Regions from separate parts of the Gossypium hirsutum genome. Here regions 1 and 3 are each linked to region 2. Evidence: chromatin contacts called from public Hi-C data. All regions are on one chromosome and are shown on one strand. The core of a region is the stretch at or near the end of the contact, and the rest is flanking DNA. Distances in the headings are between cores, read along the strand shown. Region 1 overlaps LOC107945731. Region 2 holds the start of LOC107945736. Region 3 holds the start of LOC107945744 (probable sodium/metabolite cotransporter BASS4, chloroplastic).

Evidence for each region. A called contact is a pair of places that touch in the nucleus more often than the background predicts.
Region 1: a Hi-C map of leaf shows a contact between it and region 2, with 3 times the contacts expected there. The contact joins the enhancer-like site here to the promoter of LOC107945736 in region 2. A contact is called at or near these places in 3 of 34 Hi-C or Micro-C datasets (hypocotyl and leaf).
Region 3: a Hi-C map of leaf shows a contact between it and region 2, with 1.6 times the contacts expected there. The contact joins the promoter of LOC107945744 here to the promoter of LOC107945736 in region 2. A contact is called at or near these places in 6 of 34 Hi-C or Micro-C datasets (anther, leaf and petal).

Annotation. Positions count from the first base shown.
Region 1 is chrD12:31,511,078-31,515,008 of Gossypium_hirsutum_v2.1, forward strand. LOC107945731 reads left to right here. Exons shown (of 7, transcript XM_041107921.1): 6 at 69-754; 7 at 1,102-2,332. The coding sequence ends at 1,746. Among protein-coding and RNA genes, the nearest start is that of LOC107945731, 9.3 kb to the left of the region's middle. Within about 2 kb of position 1,999, at least 6 of the 9 cell types and tissues checked have an H3K27ac peak or open chromatin away from gene starts, as enhancers often do. A contact at or near this core is called in hypocotyl and leaf, where this site is marked.
Region 2 is chrD12:31,792,994-31,797,066 of Gossypium_hirsutum_v2.1, forward strand. LOC107945736 reads right to left here and starts at 2,240. Exons shown (of 3, transcript XM_016879841.2): 1 at 1,869-2,240; 2 at 1,352-1,424; 3 at 1-199. The coding sequence starts at 1,975. It overlaps LOC107945737 (protein GLUTELIN PRECURSOR ACCUMULATION 3), which reads right to left. Exons shown (of 15, transcript XR_005922082.1): 14 at 3,986-4,073; 15 at 3,282-3,549.
Region 3 is chrD12:32,210,698-32,215,072 of Gossypium_hirsutum_v2.1, forward strand. LOC107945744 (probable sodium/metabolite cotransporter BASS4, chloroplastic) reads left to right here and starts at 1,534. Exons shown (of 14, transcript XM_016879850.2): 1 at 1,534-1,835; 2 at 1,923-2,004. The coding sequence starts at 1,674. It overlaps LOC107945743 (a long non-coding RNA gene), which reads right to left and starts at 306. Exons shown (of 7, transcript XR_005922121.1): 1 at 12-306.

The DNA of each region.
Region 1 (3,931 bases), core at 749-3,248, 280 kb before region 2:
AGGAGTCATGTGTGTTTTTGCTTGTGTGGATGTTAACCCGTATTGCCTTTTTGTCATCTGTCTTGCAGGTGATGGTGGTCAGCAGTTAGCAAGTCAATCAAAGGCTGAAGAGTCTCTCAGTGTTTCTCTTCCTGCAGATCTTTCTGTTGAGAACCCACCAATTTCTTTATGGCCTCCATTAGCCAGTCCACAGAGTTCTTCAAGCCAGATGATTTCTCATTTTCCTGGAGGCCCTCCTTCGCACTTCCCCTTCTATGACATTCCCATGATGGGGGGTCCAGTTTTTGCCTTAGGACCTCATGAGGAATCTTCATCTACCCAATCGCAGTCCCAGAAGAATAGCACACCTGCTTCAGGTCCCTTAGGGACCTGGCAACAATGCCATTCCAGAGTAGATTCATTCTATGGTCCTCCAACAGGATTCACCGGCCATTTTATCACCCCACCTGGAGGTATCCCTGGGGTTCAAGGTCCACCACATATGGTTGTGTACAACCATTTTGCTCCAGTTGGGCAGTTTGGACTAAGTTTCATGGGTACAACCTACATCCCATCTGGAAAACAACCTGACTGGAAGCACAACCCCCCTTCCTCTGCAATTGGTGAAGGTGATGTGAACAATTTGAATATGACAGCATCACAGGGGAATTCTAGCAACATACCTGCTCAAATCCAGCATCTTCCCCCTGGCCCTGTGTCACCTCTTCTGCCCGTTGCATCCCCGCTCGCTATGTTTGATGTTTCTCCTTTCCAGGTAAAACTCTGAGCAAATCTAAAGCTATTAAATTTCCAGCATCTATAATAACCAGGGTGGTCTTTTCTATTTTCTGTTTTGGAGTGGTTATCCTTCTCTACCAAATAAATTTGTTTACTGGAAAGTGAGTGGTCTAAATGGATGTTATTAGATGTAGTTGTCAATGTTATTGCTGGGTTTGATGAGTAGGTGCACTTTTAATGCTTGATTTTGTTTTTTTTTTTGGGGCGGGGGGTACTGTTGACAATTTTGCCATCACCCGCATGCACTCTTTTGTATCTCCCTTTTTCCCTTTCCTGTTTTCCTTCTGATCTGACTAATGCATATCTTGAAACTTTTTCTTTCAGTCGACCCCCGACATGTCTGTCCAAGCTCGTTGGTCTCATGTTCCGGCTTCACCTATGCAGTCTGTTGCACCTTCAATGCCATTGCAGCAACAGGCAGAAGGTGTACTACATTCTCAGTTCAGCCATGGGCCTCCTGTTGACCAGTCATTGAGTAGCAATAGGTTCTCAGACTCCCGAACATCAGCATCCTCTGACAGCTCTAGGAAATTTCCTGTGGCAACAGATGCAACCATAACCCAGTTGCCCGATGAACTAGGGTTGGTGGAACCATCTAGCTCCACCATCCCTGCTGCTTCTGCACAACATGATACTAAAAGCCCGTCCCTTACTAAAGTTGCTGATGCTGGCAAGAATGATGGCATTAGAAGTAGTAGGCAGAGCACAAATACTGCTCTTAAGGCTGTTCAGTCTTCTTCCCAGCAGAAGAATATAGCTTCTCCTCAGCATTATGGTAACTCTTCCTGGTATAATCATCAGAGAGGAAATGCGGTCTCACAAAAGAATGGAGCGGGTGAATGGACCCAACGTAGAACAGGTTTCCAAGGAAGGAACCAATCCATGGGTGGAGACAAGAACTTCCCCACTTCAAAGATGAAGCAGATTTATGTGGCTAAACAAACCAATAATGGTTCGTCATCTTCGTGATGATAGGAAAATAAAGCTTCTCAGACCCGATAGCCAAGCATTTCCTTAACCATACAGTATTTTTTTGTGGTAGCATCGCTTGGATTAGTATGGGAATGGAACTTTATATCCGCTGGTATTTTTGATTGAAGTTTGCTGCAATAGTGGTGGTGAATAGCAGTTTTGTCATTGGTTTTTGAGTTGTCCATGTATGAAGAGATGGGTGTATTTGGGGGTAGAAGACGCGATGTAGTGTTTAGTTTGAAGGAGCTGGTGGTGGTTGTGGGCTCACTCGTTGCCTTTGCCCATCACTATCGTGTCCCACTTTGGTAAGACGCATAAAGTCTTGGGGTTTGATCATCATTTATTAAAAGCTCTCTAGACATGACGCATCCACCTAATTTTTTTCCCCATCCAGTAATGAATTATATGGGCTTTGGGTTTCCCTAATATTTAGTTTGGATGGTAAATTTACTGTTAAATGCTTCTCATATAATCTCTAATAATACAATTTATTACCAAATTTGTAATATTCATCTAATTATGCAATTACACATTTTTAGAAACATTATATAACATTATCTAGGTGTAGTGATTGTTCACCGTATCTTTTAATCATGTTCTTATAGTTGGAGGTTCGATTTTTATTCGGGAAATTGTTTTTTCTTTTTTTGGGTCATGGTGACAAACAAAATAAAAACTCTTTATTACACAAGTTGTTACAGTTTTTGTAATACTATGTAATTACATTATTCAATTATACAACATTCAATTACATATTACACATTATTCATTATACTAGTAATATTTTCTGTAACACTAATTACAAAAACATTACCTAATTGTACATGCTATTACAGCTTGTATAGTACTTTACGTAACATTAAAACTTATGAAAAAGTTCATTCTAAGGAATTTTCCTTCTAAGTTTTTGCCAATAGCCAAAAAAAGCAGTGGTCAAGCCTTTTCTTTTTATCGTCTGTAAATCAAAATGGGCTGTTTAGGAGTGCCCTTCACTTCTACACATGAATTTATAAATTTGCTTTAAAAGAAAATCGTCATAAATTTGGTTTTCCTATTGATGTTTCTCAGTGTAGATTGATTTTTTATGTGATTAAATTTTCCGCTTAACTTCGATTCCGAATGATTTCAATACAAAATTTAGTAATTTTTTTGTTCTTTCAGTTTGTTTTTCTACATAATCTATAGTAATAATCGACTTTATAAAACCATTAGAAGTTAAGAAATTTACATAGAATTTTATATTATGAAAGAAAGACTTCAAAAATAAATCCCTAAAAGATCTGGTTTTATTTATAAAATACTGTTAATATTTAGTTTTTTATTCATAAATTTATATTTTTATCATTTTATTAAACTTTGTCTCAAAATATTCTAAAACTTTCAATTATAAACCAAAATATGTATAACAAAGTTGCACAACGCCTAGTTGCAAACAGTACATCTGACAAAGTTAATAAAATTAAATAGTGAAGCTTTAGAATCAAGAACACTCATATTTCACCATTACATTCATAATCCAATAAATTAGTTTCAATTTTTTTTATATTTAGAATTTAATCTCTTTATTTTTATTTTAAAGAATTTAATCTCATCACTTTTAAAATTTAAAAATATAAATCCAATTGCTAGTATCGTTATTTTTTTTATTAAATTCATCTTCGTTACAAACATTAATTTCTTTTTGAATATTTATAGGTCAAAATTAAAGGCTTTGAAATGATAGCTCCAATGCAAGTAGCCCTCCCAAGAGGAAGAACCCCTTTTAAACTTAAATATATGATACTCAATGCGTTTGTACAGCTCATGGCCCTTGAATTTACAGTGATTCAATTGAACCAGAAATGGTTTTGCTATTATAAATCTTTCAACGAAAATGTGCATCATCTTGTATAGTCTTCTTATGATGAAATTATTGGCTAACTTTATATCGATGGGAGGGTGGCATGAGTATGAAGAATAAAGTTGAATAAATTTGAACAAAGAAAAGATCTTCTAAAGATATAAAAGATTCTGATAACAATAGCGACAAAAATAAAGGTAGCATAGCCACCCATGGCTATTAGATTATTCTGTTTGCCACTAAAATCAATCTTTTCAAGCATCTCATGGTAGATTGGCACCATAAAAAGCACATACAGTTCTTTCATTAGAATTATCAGAGGCATGGCGATCATGCGGTGTA
Region 2 (4,073 bases), core at 990-3,489:
CTTCAAGTGTTGAATGTTGTGACTTTAGCTTCCAATGTCGTGACCTTGGTAACGGTCTGCTTGTCTTGTCGATGTTGCTCGAAAATCCTTCTAAGTGTGTATGTAGCGTCAATGTTGCGACTTTATGTTCTCCATGTCCCGACTTTCTAGGCAATCCACTAGCTCTTTTTCTATTTGGTTCAAGTCGTTTCTTGCCCCACTACATCAACTCGTTAAAACTTCATTAGGCTCAAGTTGGCCTAATTGGTCGATAAACATCATAAAAAGGCTTGTTTTATTTAATTACGTATAACTAATATATAATTCATAAAGCTACTAAAATGACATAAAAATGCTCGATTACAAGCTTTTTAAGTATCGAAAAGAACGTAATTTACCATATTAAATTATGGCAGATCAAATTCTCCCACACTTAAGTCTTTGCTTGTCCTCAAACAAACACATAAACCAACAAACAACAAGCAAAATATGACTACCTTTGAGCATGCTTAATGAAGAGATTTGATTAAAGATATAGACAAAAAGAATGACTCTTCTATCGTACAATTTCGGTATGATACTTAGAGAATTCACAACTTTTAAAAGTGATCGTTCAAAGAACTACAACATGAACAAGTTTAAAGGTGATCATATATATTCTCTATTTATCATACTAATCCATCAAAATTCATTGTACAGATATAACATTATAGCAGATGAACATAAAGCAATCATTTCTCATACAAATAACAAGACAATCATACAATATTTTATAAGCACAATTTTGAATATAAAATTTTATTGTTTTTTTTAACAAAAAAATTTATTGTATTATTGATTTGAAATAGATCATGAGAAACTTGTAATGTGACTAAATGAATCTAGAATGTTGTATACTTACTCTACTTTAATTTTCTAGCTATTATATATAGCTAATAGTTTTTAATAGACAACTCTTGATATCATGAATAGGGATGAGCAATCAGTCGAATCGAATCGAATGAAAAATTTTCGAGTTAATCGAGTTTTCGAATCTTATTTTATCATCCTAACTCGATTTGAAATTTTCTCGAATCAGATCGAGTTAGATGAAATTTGAATTGAATTGAATCGAATTAAATCGAATATATTTGTTCGAGTTAAATTAAAAAAATAATTTTTTTATTTTTAATGTATTTTTTAAAAAAATATTTTTCTTTAAAGTTTTTAAATATAATCATAAAATGAAAAATTGTTAGTGCACAAATAAAAGCAACATAACATTAGTTCAAGTAAACAACATGAGTCCAAGTGAACAACAACACAATAAGATTATAATAAAAAAATATAAGCAAAAGTCAAAAATACAAAAAAAAAAAAAAACTAAACCAACCCAAATTCTTGATTCTCCACACAATTGAGTCAGCCGAATTGAAACGATGTGTTGCTGGAAACATTGCATGTCTCTATCAATCAAACAAATAAATAAAACATTCCATATCTTACTGTTATATTCTGTTCCTAAGAAGAAAATCAAATGAGAACTTTCCATTGAAGTGTTGTTCTATTTTTCCAATTCCATTCAATTCAAACGCCAACTACGTAAACCATTTCCCTGTTTCAATATAACCAATTAACCATAGAATCGAGTGCTATGATTGCTTTTAAGATGGCATTTTATTAATAGTGTTTTAAATAGTAAATTAAAAAAAAACACTCATAACCCAAAAATATGCAGCAGCAGTAATATTTTAATTTAATCTCACAGTAATATATGCAACAACAACCGCTATATTTTTATATTAAAAAAATTAACTTATAACCTAAAATATGTAGCAGCAGTAATATTTTTTTCTCGATTACTTTAATCCCACAATCATATATACAGCAACAGTTATCTCGGGACAAACCTGGGAGATGCAAAAAAGTATAGGATAAGACTGAAGAGAACGGAGCGGCGCCGGCCAGAAGGAACACCACTTACGGAGCGAGCGGAGATTGTGAGGGATTTGCCCATCCTAAAAAAGTTCGATGAACTGATGAAGAAGAAGAATGGAGATAAGAGATTTTAATTTAGAAGGTTTGAATGAACAAATGAAGAAGAATAAGAAGATTGAAGGGTTTAATATAAAGATTTTTTAAGAAGCGGGGGATTTAATTTAGGAATTTTTGAAGGAGAAGCATGAATTTGGGGGTCTGAATGGATTAAGGGTTTGATTTGGGAAATTTTGAGAAAATTGTGGGGCTTGCCGACCGGGGGAATAGGGTAAAAGAATTGGGTTAATACAATATAAATTTAAAATTTAAAATAATATAAATTAATATTTGATTTATTTAAATTATACGAATTTGAAAAAAAAATTAACTGATTTAATTAATTTAATTTGAATAATTCGAAATTTGAATTTTTTTTTAGGATGAATTGAGTTGTGCTTACCGGTTCTACGATCGATTTAGTTGTATGCAATTTGCAGAGAAATAAATTGTTGATTCTTTATATTAATCAATAAATATTGTGCCCATTATGTATGAGTGAGCCACGTTCCAAATAGTAAACCATAATTAAGCAACTGTTTGAATTTTGAATCAGAGAAAAGTTAAACTGCCTTTTAGCTGTCAACCAATATAAGCAGGAAAACTTCCTTTAAGCAATGGGATAAAGAAAAAAATATTAAAAAAAAGAGAATAAATTTTGACTTCCTTGCTTATGACGTAAACCAATTTTAGAAAAAGAAAATAGAATATCAACTTCCTAACAGTCAACCGTCAAAATGCCTTTGAATAACATTTTGGCCGTTTGATATATATATGACATTCGGCCATTTGCAATGGCAATTCAATCATGAAGGAGAAAATAGTATTTGGCTATTCAATAACATTATTTTTTACATTCACATAAAAAGAATTATTTAGGTGTTGAACAATATTTATTATCATATGATCGTTAGTTTGTTAATTTTAAATTCAACATTTTATTAATTACGTTATAGATTATATATTACTCCATCATATTTACTAGTATTGATTTAGAAAATCAGGCTCCTAAAGAACTGTTTTCTAGAATTTACCATTTAAAAAGGGAAGACAGAATTTATTTTCTAATTGTCATTGACCAAATACTTCTGTAAAAAACAAAAAACAAATATCGAAAAATGTTTCTGGTTCCACACAATTCTTGTCTATTATGATTTTAAGATAGAATAGTAAACCCAATTAACAAGTATGCATCGCAATTTCTTTTCCTCTATCAATCATGTAAATATAAATAATATAATTTACGTCAGAATCTTAAACACAAACGAATCTAAAGCATGCACCATTCATATTTAAATGTGTTATTATTTTTATGGTTTAATAAAACATATCTTGTTCAAGTTAAAACTTGTCACATTAACATAAAATCGAAGTGATATCCACAGAAATGAAACTTGAAACCCTAATAACATTCATTTCTATTTTGTTTGCCTTATATCAAACTTATCTTTTTCACAAAACTTGTTCCTCAAATCCAGCTCTCGGGCCAGATGCGTTTTGCTCAGGTAGAATCTTTTTGTATTCAGCAAGCAGTTTCGGAACATCATTCATCCGTAGCTGAAAATACGAGAACACAGAAATCAGAAGAAATGAGGAGAGGTGATGCAGTAAATAAACGCAGGATAGAGGATGACAAACACACCACATATGAGAGAAGTTTAAAGTAATTCCCAATAACAAACAGTTATTACAGAAGTAAGCGACTGAGCATTTTATTACGACCCATGTTCAAGGCTAGGCTAATGTTTAGACGATAAAATGTAATATAATGCTTTTGATCCATCAACCATTCACATACTTTAAACCATGCCTCTGATAATTTCAAAATTTTCAAGACTAATCATTGCATGTACTATGATAAACTCTATGCAGGCAAATAATGTCCTTATTTTACTAGCTAAGGATCGTTAACAAACACAATTTTCATTTCCCTTATTGTGGGCAGTCATAAACAAGAACTAATATACTGGATGTGCATCTATGTAAATCATACCTGAGAAACATTTTTCAAGTGATAAAACTTGTAAGCTTCTTTTCCCGATAACCATGAATCAATAGACTGAAAATCAGATCCACTATTT
Region 3 (4,375 bases), core at 284-2,783, 420 kb after region 2:
AAGAAACTCACCGGCGAAAGAGGAACAAAGGACCTGAACAAAGAACTTTGAAAGTGAAAATGTGAAAAAAATGGGTATAGAGCTCCAAAGAACCAGAGAAAAGAAACTTTTTTTGGGGAGAAGACAGGTTAAAATGGCAGCCAAACGAACTTTTGGCTGAAGAAAAGTTGAAATTTTTAACTTCTTCATCAGCCAAAAAGCACTTTTTAGATGGTGAAAATAGTTCTGAAAGGATGTCCGTTCTTCTTTGCTTTTAAGAGAAAAATTTTTTTTATTGCAAAAGTTCGTCTGAAAAGCAGAGGAGAACAGCGCCTTACTCTTTTGAAAAATTTAAGTAATTTTTTGAAAAATAACCCATCAATAGATAATTTTATTTTTATATAAAAATTAACTTAAATCAACTTTAATATTATTACATTGATAATAAATTTTATTTTTATTTTTAAAAATATGTAAAATATTAATATAAAATATTATATTTTTAATATTATTAAGCATACATATTTATTATTTATATTTATTCATATAATAAATTATATTAATTATATTAATATAATTTATTATTTTTAATAAATTATTTAATATTTAAATTTTATTTTAATAGTAAATTTTAAAAAATAATAATTTTAAATAATATTATTCACATATTATTGAAAATATCAATATTAATATTTTAATACTAAATATTTATTACAATTATAAATATATTAATAATAAATATTTTGTAGTATAAATGTTAAAATATCTCATAAGTCTATATACTCTTTACAAATTTGCAATTTAGTTTCTGTACTTTTGTTTTCAAGAATTTAGTCCCTCTACTTTTCAGATTTGAGAATCAAGTTCAATTGCTGACATTGTTGATTTTTTTTGTCAATTTTGTTAAAGTCACATTTTTAAATAAAAAATACTCAGTTGGTAGTCATGTAACTAAAAAATAATCGTTGCAATGAACCTAAATTTAACAAAATATTGTTAATATATGTAAAAACAATGTAAAATATAAAATTATAGATATAAAATAAACTCAATTAAACAATAAAAAAATAAAAAAAATCTCAAATGTATGTTTGTTTAATTGAAAACGACTTTATGAAATATTTTTAAAGAACCTGTCAAACAAAAGAAAATATTTTACACAGATTCATCCAAACACCAGAAAATATTAGTTTTCCAAAAAAGTATGTCATTTTCCAGAAATTATTTTTCGGAAGCCATTTTCAGTGAAACAAATGCCTCAACCAAATACAATAATCCTATTACAGTTCTATTCTATTCCATTCAACGAAACAACTAAATTATTAATTACAGTTCTATTTCATTACAACTCTATTACATTACAGTTTTATTCTATTACAGTCCCATTCTATTCCCCAACCAATCCTTACATATCTTTTAAAAATACTTTTCAACCGCATGAAACATTGAATCATCTAAATTTGAATCCTTTAAAGGCCATATCAAGTTTTTGATCAAATGTTGACCAATTTGATTTAAATAAAAAGTTGAACGGTTTGTTTGCTAGGAAAAGGTCCAAAATGATAAATATTGTAAACGGTGAGGGTGAGAAATGCAGTTATGACATATTTATTTTCAGATAAATTACTGTTGTCCACTGGACACTGGATTGGAGAGTTCAGGACCATCATTTCTCGATATTGTTTGAGAGGTCTATGGCGGGAACCATCCAATCCCTAATTTTGACGCCTCCGTCCATCGTCACCAGCCCGTTTCCTTGCCGGAAAACTTGCTGTCTCTTCAGCCGTTCCCTCAGAATCAATCCTCCTCGCCGTTCCATTTCAACACTTATCATTTCCCGTAAACCGTCCGATGAGGTTCCCTTAGAAATTAAGCTTCTAATTTCACTTTTTTTTTTGACGTTTTAACCTTTTGCAGCTTACGAAATTTGAATTGAATCGCAGATACATGGTTCAGATTTGGCTAATGGATTAAATTGGACAAAACCTTTAATGAATTTTGCCTCCAATAATTTTCTTCCCCTAGGTAATGAAATTTCTATTCATTGGCAATGATAGTGCTTTGATTTTTCTTTAAACTATCCTTGTAGTTTCATTTGTCATTTTTTTTTATCTTGTATTTTTGTTTTTTATAAGGTCAAAATGTTTCTTTTAGGTGAAGAACGCAGTGGGGAGATTGTTGATTTTCTAATTTAAGTTTCTTATGGTGTGTTTATTTTGAATGGATTTTAGTTAATGTTCTGTTAGTGTTTAGGACTGAATCCATTCTTCTCACTCTTTGAGAAAAATGAGAATGGGTCATTTGAAATGCATTTAGGGTTAACCCTAAATGATGAAACTTTTGAGTAGAAAACCTGAACTTATTTTAGTTGATTTTCAGTATGACTTACTTTCTAAGAAGCACATCTCTGTATGCAAAAAGGGGAAAAAAAGATATCCTTTAAAGTGAAACATCAAGTATCCGAATAAAGCTCTGCTTTTGTGCTAATATATTTCCTCTCAAAATAAAGCAGAACATGTTCTTCTTTGGTGGGACATTTAACTAAAATGAAACTAAAATAATTAGACTCATGAGGCAAAAATTCTGCCAACAAAACTACATGCATCTGCATGTTACAATAGACCCTTTAAATTAGAAGAAAAAGGACTTGTTTTTTTCCTATGTAACCCTTAATCAATTTGTAACTAGAAATGACAATGATTGTTTCCTAACCAACCTCTAGATAACTTGATGTGTCTCCACCATTATGGGTTTATTCACGAATGAAAAATAGAACACTTGATAGAAATGATGATTTGTACCTGTTCAGCTTTATTTGTTTGTTTGGGCCTCAAGATGCATTAGTTCAGTTAGGCTCATATATTTAGGATGACTAGGGGAGTGAGCTAGTTAAGTAACTGGGTGACTGATGCGATGGTGGTGGGAATGTGCTCCATCGTTCTCTCTTTTCCTAGCTTTCAATTAGAATAGTACTTGGTATATATAGACTAGTAGCTTTTCTTTTTCGGCATTTGATAATTGGGTATTGTAACTTAGTCCTTGAATAGGATTGTTTATTGCACTAAAGTGTTCACTTTTTTTTTTTGTATAATTCCTTTCCACTATTTTCCTCCCACTTCCTGTCATAACTCACACTTGGAAACGTGGATAGTTTAGATATAAAATTGAAAACACCACACTAGAGAGTTGAGATGTAGATAATTTCCAAAGTTACAAAGGTGAAACTCTCAACATTAAGGTTTTCCTTTGTATGGAGGATGGAAAAAAGTGAAGATGGAATTTTTTTCAATCTAATAGGTAACCTATAAGTAAGAAAGTATTTATGATTCTTAATTATTTGATTAATAAATTTTCCATCATCACTCTTTTCCATCATTCATTTCGAAGCAAAGTCTAAAAGAAAAATCCTCACGGTTTAAATTTCATTATAAAAAGTTTGAGTACAAATACCTGGGCCCCCTTGGGTTTATATAGATCTCTAAAGGGTGAAAAGTAAAGGCCTCTAACTAAACTCAACTAAGGAAAATTCAAAATATTTAATTCTTGAATTTAAACTATACTAAGTAAAATAAAAAATTTGAGGATTAAAAGGAATTCAGCCAAGGAATGTATCTTATTAATGTGGTCGAATTTTACAAGGTTCATCCTTATTTAAAGTAGTAAAAATAAGAACCCCAACTGATTAATAAAGTCTTAGGGTAAGTTTGGATGGGCGGTATGGTGCGGTGCGTTTAGCTTACTTTTTGTCTCACGCTATAATATCTAATCTCACCGCCACCGATGTTTTTACACTAACTGCAAGTATATGCACCGTTCATCCAACCCACCCTTAAACTCTTTAGATAAATCAGTTGTAGTAGATTAGATTACAAGGATAATAAGAACTCTTAAACTAATCCTAATTTTAACCTTAAGACTTATGCTTCAATCTTCCATGTAGATAAGGCTTTCTTAATTTGCGTATAAATTATATATAAACCTTCAATGTGAACAAAAAAATCGACCAAGGATAGTAACTCCTAAGATAACACCTAAATCAATTATTAAATTACCATAATGCCATTAACAAAACCACAGTATTGGCACGTGACATTTAATTACATAATGGACTTAAAACAATTAGAATTAAGGCTTTTAAAATTAGCAATATAAGATCCAATTTGAAGACGCCTTGCTACCCAATTTGGATAAGGGTTAATATGACTTTTAGTCCTTGAACTTGATAATTAGATCCACTTTAGTATTTGTATATTTTTTGGTCTACTTTAGCATCTAAACTCGACAACTAGGTCCATTTTGGTCCTTAAACGTGGCAAAAGTAAATGTTTGATGATGTGGCATTCTAAGATCGTGCCACGTTTTCTAATTTTGATAGAATACAAGTTCAAGGATCAAA